Regions from separate parts of the Bicyclus anynana genome. Here region 2 is linked to region 1. A link is a contact called in public Hi-C data. All regions are on one chromosome and are shown on one strand. Each heading gives the region's core, a stretch centred on a gene start, on an enhancer-like site or on the middle of the called end of the contact. The rest is flanking DNA. Distances are from core to core; before and after follow the strand shown.

Region 1 (4,570 bases), core at 698-3,197:
TGCTCCCATTCCCCTCCAACTAGTCCTAAAGGACTAGGAAGAGTAGTCTAGTCTTTTATGATAGTCTTTTAGAATAGTCAATTCAACTTTTTGACGGCCTCCGTGGCGCAGTGGTATGCGCGGTGGATTTACAAGACGGAGGTCCTGGGTTCGATCCCCGGCTGGGTCGATTGAGGTTTTCTTAATTGGTCCAGGTCTGGCTGGTAAGAGGCTTCGGCCGTGGCTAGTTACCACCCTACCGACAAAGACGTACCGCCAAGCGATTTAGCGTTCCGGTACGATGTCGTGTAGAAACCGAAAGGGGTGTGGATTTTCATCCTCCTCCTAACAAGTTAGCAAGCTTCCATCTTAGACTGCATCATCACTTACCATCAGGTGAGATTGTAGTCAAGGGCTAATTGTAAAGAATAAAAAAAAAATAAAAAATAGTTCCCGGTTTGATGTTGCACAAAGTACACTTCGCAACTTTCATAATTGAATCTCCAACAGTCACAAATCACAGTTTGCACACAAACACATTATCTGGACAAGTTCGCAGTCGGCAAACTTACAAATTGTGTTAAATTTGCGTCGCTTTTCAAATTCAAATTTACAAAATGGCTTGTAAGTTCACGTAGATTCGAATCAGATTCATAATGTAACCAATATAATGCACTAGCTGACGCCGCGCGGTTTCACCCGCGTGGTTCCTGTTTCCGTAGGAATATGGGGATAATATATAGCCTTCCTCGATAAGGTTCCCGTTTCCGTAGGAATATGGGGATAATATATAGCCTATAGCCTTCCTCGATAAATGGGCTATCTAAAACTGAAAGAATTTTTCAAATCGGACCAGTAGTTGCTGAGACTAGCGCGTTCAATTAAACAAACAAACTCTTCAGCTTTATAATATTAAGTAAAGATATCTGAAGAACCCAATTTTATCATATTAGATACATATTCGTATTGAATACTAATCAAACTTTAACATGCATTAGATGACCTAAGAGCTGACCATATTGTATATCAAAGAATAAGCCTTAGCGATTTGGGGTAATGGGTCAGCCTATTGCCTATTAATAGGCGGTCTACGATTTGCTCATCTATATGAGTAAACATTGTCAAAGCTCACTTTTTGCTGTGGACACCCCAAGAGTTCTTTTTTTTATTCTCTACAAGTTAGCCCTTGACTACAATCTCACCTGATGATAAGTGATGATGCAATCTAAGATGGAAGCGGACTAACTTGTTAGAAGTAGGATAAAATCCACACTCCTTTCGGTACACGACATCGTACCGGAACGCGAAATCGCTCGGCGGTACGTCTTTGTCGGTAGGGTGGTAACTAGCCACGGCCGATGTCTCCCACCAGCCAGACCTGGACCAATTAAGAAAACCTCAGTCGGCCTAGCCGGGGATCGAACCCAGGACCTTTGTCTTGTAACTCCACCGCGCATACCACTGCGCCACGGAGGCCGTGAAAAACTAAAAAAGTCCGTAAATTACATCATACTCAAAACGCAAGGGGTAGATTTTATTTTACTACTGTGTGCTAAAGGCCTAATGGACCTTTATTTTGTTTTATTACACCATTGAATCAAAGTTTAAGTGTTTATGGAGACCCACATTTTTGGATTCCGCACAAAACAAAAGTCCTGCTTTCAATCTTTTAGATTTCCTAACTCATTGAACGAGTTAAATATAAGTTTGTAAATAGCCTTCGTAATGACGAAAGAATAGTCCGTCGAAGTCAATTATCCAATATAGATGTGGGAAAAAAAACAAGCCCTCAAACATGGTGCGACCATAAAAACACAGCAATTGCACCTGACTCACCTCCATCGAGGAAACCCCTCGGCAGACACCACGTGCATCTCCATACTCGAGTAGCACCATAGTTTTGGCCCCTATCCATAAGCAACACCCGGCTCACAATGTCTTATTTAGCGTACCTACGCGAGTCACCGCCGTAAGCGGAGTAAAGACCCTCTCTTAAGTACAGGGATACACTTTTTTGGTCCGAACCTCCCCAAAAGGAGAGCTCGGGCCGTCCGTTATATTACATAACGCTCGCAAATGGATAGTGTTTACGTGCCCTTATACGTTGGTAGTTTTTATCGCCCGCATGGTAATGGGTGAGAAGTGGTAAATCCGTATCGGTTTTGGTGCGAGTGTGGCCGGGCGTTTTTTTCTTTTTAGGGTTCCGCACGCGCCACAGTTAATTGTGAGCAATCCAATCCGATAAGTCTAACCATTTATGCGAGCTGTGATAGCCCAGTGGATATGACCTCTGCCTCCGTTTCCGGAGGGTGTGGGTTCGAATCCGGTCCAGGGCATGCACCTCTAACTTTTTAGTTATGTGCATTTCAAAAAATTAAATATCATGTGTCTCAACCGGTGAAGGAAAACATCGTGAGGAAACCTGCATACCAGAGAATTATCTTAATTCTCTGCGTGTGGTAAGTCTGCCAATCCGCATTGGGCCAGCGTGGTGGACTATTGGCCTAACCCCTCTCATTCTGAGAGGAGACTAGAGCCGAATATTGGTTGATAATGAAAAAAAAATGAAGCCTAGACATATACCTACTTACCAACGTTACACGTTAGGCTTTATTAAATACTAAATATCCCCGTCAAGCTATATCGAAAATCCGGAATATTTTTTAAAGTAAAAGTGTAATTTCTATAGTTTTCTATTAGTATAAATTACGTTAGAGACATCGGTCTAAATCTTTAAATAATATCAAAACCCCTCCTGTTTGTGTGTTTGTGTTTACAAATATAACAATAATTAAATCATTTAAAAAGCACTCTGCATCGGGATTCTTGTCACATTTTGCTTGAAATGTTTGTTGTACAGGTTTGTCAACTAGATACAATACTAATCTTGTGTTTACTATAAATTACAAGTTAAAGTAAATTAGAAAAATATGATTGTTTAACGTCAATAGCTGATTATATATTCATCATACGGAATCCTCTGCACACGAGTCCAACTCCCGCTTTCGTTTTTTTTTATGTAAGATTTTTTTCCTGAATAAGGTCTGTTGGCTATGACTTGAATTGGAAAAATGTGTGGCTTTTCAATTGTTATTAATTTATAAGTAGGTGTCTGTAAACTGTAAATAAACTCAACCAGTAGAAATAGCTGAGACGGACGAAACAAAATACAGTAATAATAAAATGTCATTTAACATTCCAGTATTACTAATAATTTTAAAATTAAGATTTTAAAGCTATTTATTTAAAAATATAAAATGTCGTTTAATATTTCAGTATTACTAATAATTTTAAAATTATAATCAGCTATTTATTTAGAAATAATAAATTAATTTGTTATCAACCCATATTTGGCTCACTGCTAAGCTCGAGTCTCCTCTAACAATTAGATGCCTAGAGATGTTAGGCCTCAGTCCACCACGCTGGCCCAATGTGGATTGACAGTAGCGTTGAGTAGGACATACAAGAGGCAGGACATTTGTCCCGTACATGACGTCACAATGTAAGAGCGGCTCAACATTTAAAAATGTACTACTTCACATTTTCTGTCGCGGTAGTTGCTTTACTCGTACGCGAGAGAAAGCGAGACACTAGTACAAAAGTCGAATGGGACGTCATTCTGTGGTCCTGTCATATAATTTTGTACTATATCCCTTAACGCGACGGAAATAGTATACGATGCGTTTAGAAATATTATTTTTTGAATTTGGATTTATTCAATTGACATTTTATAAAAATAAAAATTACTTAATAATTTAAAAACTGAAATATATGAAATAGGTTAAAAATAAGTTTGGCATTTAATATCAGTATGTAAGACAAACTATTACTAACATAGAATACTTGTACCGAATCGTAAATCTATGATTACTAAGCTATATAATTGTACTAGTACAAACATGACATTTGTACACGTTGCTTCAAACAAAGTTCAAATATGACATTTGTATTCGTTACTTCAAAATTCAAATGTAGTGCCAAGCTTCAGTACGCCTCGCCTCATTTGAAGTGGGACATTGTACTGCCTCGGTACAAAAAAGAGGCAACACTTACAAACTCTTTTTCAAGTCATGTCCTACCCAACACTAATTGACAGACTTCACACACGCAGAGAATTATGAAAATTCTCTGGTTCCTCACGATGTTATCCTTCACCGTTTGAGACACGTGATATTTAATTTCTTAAAATGCACACTGAAAGTTGGAGATGCATGCCCCGGGCCGGATTCGAACCTACACCCTCCGGAATCGGAGGCAGAGGTCATATCCACTGAGCTATCACCGCATAAATGAAATTAATTGATATAAATTAAATATATGTATTTACTTATTTAGGTACCATTTAATTATTATTAGCGACATCATCAGCTACTATGCGTCCACTGTTGGGCATAGGCCTCTTCTAAACAGCGCCAACCCACCCTATTTTAGGTTTTTGTATCTCATATTTATACTAAAAAAAATAATGAGCATAGTTCTTTTTATGCACACATTTTTCCTCTATATTTTCCAAACGTTTGTACAAATCTGAACCATAGATAATAAAGTGCATTATCTTTGACAATTCACACAGAGCATAAACATTTAACCA
Region 2 (4,600 bases), core at 168-2,667, 340 kb after region 1:
GATAATGGATCGAAATATCAGCTGACATCTGTCAAAACTTTCATCACATATGCTCACAAAAACACGTAATAAACGTTCGGTTTACACATTTTCAACTTCCTTGTACTGAAAATATACTGGTCTATACATAAAATTATGATATTTAAGGCACTTTTAGCAATATTCCATTTGGTAACCTCTCAAAGCCAACATAACCTCATCTGTCAAAATAAATCTTTAACATTTGTAATTGAAAGCTACTAAATCCTATTTTAAGCTTTAACTCTAAATTCCTTGCATATTTGTAACTGTATTTACTTATTTATTTCACCAAAAATGTATAAAATATTGTTTTTAAATGGGTATTTCATTAGAAATGTTTGACTGTTTTGAGTGTAAACAATGATCATTTTGTTAACTGTAAACCATTTTTACAATTTTTTTTGAATGTGAATGTGTGTCAGAGGTTCGTTTATAGTTTATTGAATAGTTCCAATCAAATATTTAAGCAAAGTATAAACAATAAATTTCAATATAAAGTTTTACCGCTGTCCAGCATACTCATATTGAAATGTAACATTATTTTGATTAAATTTCATATATTCTTATTAATATAGTGATTATGATAGTAGAATTACAAATAGATTATATAAATTTTGTTTTAGATTCTGTAATAATGTTGAATTTTAAGTTTTTATCATTTTCCAAGTCTCACTGGGATTGCTCGCACTAAACAGAGTTTTATTTTTTATTTAATGCTATAACTATGTATCACAAATTGTACATCTCTCCCCAATCTGATAGGGGTAACAGAATGCACTTTCACAGATTGGCAGTATTAGAGGCAGCGCTCCAGTAGGCCCGTAAATGGAATATTGCCAAAAGTGGTCTCTGACCCACCTTCTTCATAATGCCCGTTTTCCGCTTGGAGAAGGTGGTGTAACGACGCAGCTTGTTGTCAATGTACTCCATCTTGATCTTGACGCGGCCCTTGGTCTTCTTGCCGTTGGAGGGCGGCGACTTCTTGGGCTGCAGCGAGGCGTACCCGTCGTCGGCGATGTCGGGCAGCGCGCAGTGCTCCAGGCCCAGGCTCTGCGGCCGCTCCTCGTAGCACTGCTCGGCAGGGCGCTTGACTCCGCGCGACGGGCAGGCTTGCATGCCGGGCCGGAGCCCCAGCGCGCTCGGCGGCCGGCCCGCGCCGTACATGTCCGGCACCTCTCCAAGGAGTCCCATACCGTACGGCGACCCGAAGCGGGGCTCCCGAGCTCCGCCGGGCGGGTCCATTATAACCTCGCAGTACGCCACAGTAACCGGTGCGCACATGCGCTATACACACCTCACCGTTCGAACGTCGAACGGAGACTGACCGAAAACGCGAAAGAACCGAGGGCGGGACTGACGACTCGGCCGCTCGGACCGCGACTGACTTCGCGCGGTTCCGTCCCGCGCACCTCGACCTCTAGCCGTCTCGCTCTCGTGCGCCGCTCGCCCTCGCCGCGCGATAGGGACGGAGATATCGGGTGCGGCGTAACCCGACACATCCGTAGGAAACCGGGAACCCGCGAACGTTTCAGTGCCCGAAATCTGTATTAAAATAGAGCTTTTATTTTGAGTTTATTTCGTAAATAGAAATAATAGAGTCGGAAGCTCGCGGCGCGAGCGCGCGCCGGAGCGGTGGGCTGGCCCCGAGCCATATTTAGACTCGAGCCGTGCCAAATATGGCAATGGCGGTCAAATGGGGGCCACTGAAATCCCTCCTACTCGCAGCTGGCGATTTTCACGTCTAATAATTAAAAACTTTGTCACGTTCCTCATTGTGCATTACATACTTATGCGCTAACATATTATGCCTCTATAGATAAATACATAGTAAATAGCATGGTTGCTTCGTCAAAGAAACAAACGATACCTACCTAGCTTACAAATAAAGTTTATTTTATAGCTTTTCAATTTTAAGTAGCTATACACTTTTGCAGTGGTTAAAATATATCCTACATGGAAACTTTTAGGGTAGATACGAGGTAACTTTTCTTCTTGGACTTCCAATTCTGTTTCAAAGGGCTCTATCAAACTAAAGTATAAACCAATAGCTAAAAGTACATAACTGTTACGACTTACAAGTCTCTCCATACTTCATAGACAGATAACAGTAAATAAAGAATTAACACCCATGTTTATCTAAACCGCACAGGCGTAGGATGGGAATTAGCTTAGAAAACCTAATGGTAATTTATTCGCGATTTTCGTTTTTGAGATGTTTTAAGGCGTTGTTAGCGAAAATCTGCTAGTGAAACCTTCGGTCGTTCGCCCACCGAGACAATTAATTTGCCATTTTTCCATTTTGAGACTATTTTATTACAAATCAAAGGTTTTTGACCTCGTTTGGGGTTTATTTAAGTGAATGAATGTCCTACGTACCTACCTACCTACCTGAATCATTATAATACCTATATAATTATGGATTTAACAGAATTTTTAAATTGTAGTTTGGATTGATGTACGTACTAGATCCGAAAGTGCTTGTAAACTAAGCCTATTCGTAGTTGAAATAAATGAATTTAGACTTTTGACCAGGGTAGCTACCGCCATGTCACCCTTATCAATAATACGGGGCCCCTAGACTCTAAGGGGCCACTTACTGTCCAGGGGCTTTACAATTTTTGAAAGCAAAAATTTGTAAAATGTAATCCACAATCTTACTTAGTCTGGTGCTTCCCAAAAAATATTTGTTATAAAAAAAACTGCCTATAGAGTTTTCACTCCAGAAATGACAAAAGTAAAAAAAGAATCTGTTTTTTTCCGGGTTTCGAAAAGTTGGAAATGTCCTACATAGGTTATTGGTTATGTCACATTTATTTTAAACAAGCATTTTTGTTTTGTGAAGAAATCTTTACTTTTGGGCCCCCAACTAATTTTGACATTGGGCCCCTCCAAGACATGCTACGCCCCTGCTTTTGACTTTATGTCAGTTTAGGCCATAAGGTATCAATTAATCAATCAATTTATTTATTTGTATCCTGTTCGAGGCGACTATAAAATAAAGATGTTTTCTTTGTCACAGCCTTTTTGCTCGGAGAACAAACATATTTAATCGTCGGTGATCATCCTGAGCCCACCAACTCGGATTGTTATAGCGTGGTGTGTCTAATATCCAAATCTCCTCTTATACAAGAAGAGAGCGCTGACATAGGTCATTTAAACGATGACTGTACACAAATAAAATACCTAGGTACTTAGGTCTACGTGTATTCAGACCGTGTGATGTGTTGTTACTTGTTATCAAAAGTGAATCATGCGTAAATTCACGCTGAAACATTCTAATTTTTCTTACCATCCATACAGTATGACGGCATGCGGTTACATGGGGATAATATAATTATGACAATTCAACTTTTACCTATTCAGTTATGACATATTATAGTATAATAATTTAATGCTTAATATAAATAATTAATGATAAGCCATTGTACGTGACTGGACCGCTTTAATTATGTTGGGATATGGAAACATGACCAATAGAACCAAAGCCTGCGTCATGATCATGACATGACATACCAACGTAATTTTGAAGTATAAAGATAAGTACGGTATCCATTATTAAAGTATTTAGATTTTAAGGGTGCAGCAGGCCAATTCAATCTAACTTTGACATTTGTTAAATGGACATCTGGTGGCTCGAGACCGTTTTGCTTTTAAGTGCACGATGCCTATGTCCAGCAGTGGACGTCTGGCTGATAATAATGATGATGATGATTATGATGATGATTTAAATTCTTAATCATCATCATAATCATTATCATCATTACACGGTTACTGTGGCGTACTGGACTCGTGCATGGACTTCAAAGCACAACGGTCTCGAGCTACCAGCATCAACAGCAGCTCCCTGCAACCCGCTTGATATCCTCGGTCCGCCTAGTGGGGGGCGCATTCTGGCGCGGTGTCGCCATTCCAGCACCTTGGGAACTCAACGTCCATCGGCTCTTCAAACCATGTGGCCTGCCCATTGCCAATTCAGCTTCGCCACTTGCTGAGCTATGTCAGTGACTTTTGTTCGTCAGCAGATCTCCTCATTTCTGATTCGATCACGCAGAGAAACTTTAAGCATAGCTCGTTTTATCGCTCGCTGAGTGACTTTGAGCCTTCTAATAAGGCCCATAGTTAGTTGAATATATGTAAGTAAAAAAATTACATCCGGTGCATACTGACAACCACGGAGGAACTAACTTACGTCAAAATTTTTACTGGCTGATACCAAATAATTACGTTATTTGATATTTGCTAGGGAATATGGAATCATGTATCTAGCCAGACCCTTAGCTTCGTGACATCCATTCGCTAGTGGTCCTTGAAGTTTAATGTTTTTCGAAGTGTTATGGAAACAAAGTAAATCGCTATTGGAGACATGATTTCTCAAATTATATTTAAAAAAACGCTTTATATTTGGATGGATGTGGCCACTATTTACAGTTCAAAATGTTAATCACTTGGAAATCGAAACCGAGACTTCTCAAGCAAATTATGTCACTCCCATTGCGGCACAAGGACGCCTGAAAACGAATTGTTGGTGAATGATAGTGTGAAAGAGGAAAAATGAAGGAAAACGAGGTTAGTTTGTGAT

The links. Hi-C and Micro-C count contacts between places; a contact is called where the count stands out from the background.
Region 2: a contact with region 1 is called in a Hi-C map of whole body, with 3 times the contacts expected there. The contact joins the promoter of LOC112050897 here to the promoter of LOC112050903 in region 1. A contact is called at or near these places in 2 of 2 Hi-C or Micro-C datasets (whole body and whole larva).

The regions. Positions count from the first base shown.
Region 1 is chr13:15,794,160-15,798,729 of ilBicAnyn1.1, forward strand. LOC112050903 reads right to left here and starts at 1,948. Exons shown (of 5, transcript XM_024089315.2): 1 at 1,816-1,948.
Region 2 is chr13:16,131,762-16,136,361 of ilBicAnyn1.1, forward strand. LOC112050897 (serum response factor homolog) reads right to left here and starts at 1,418. Exons shown (of 6, transcript XM_052885041.1): 1 at 880-1,418. The coding sequence starts at 1,302.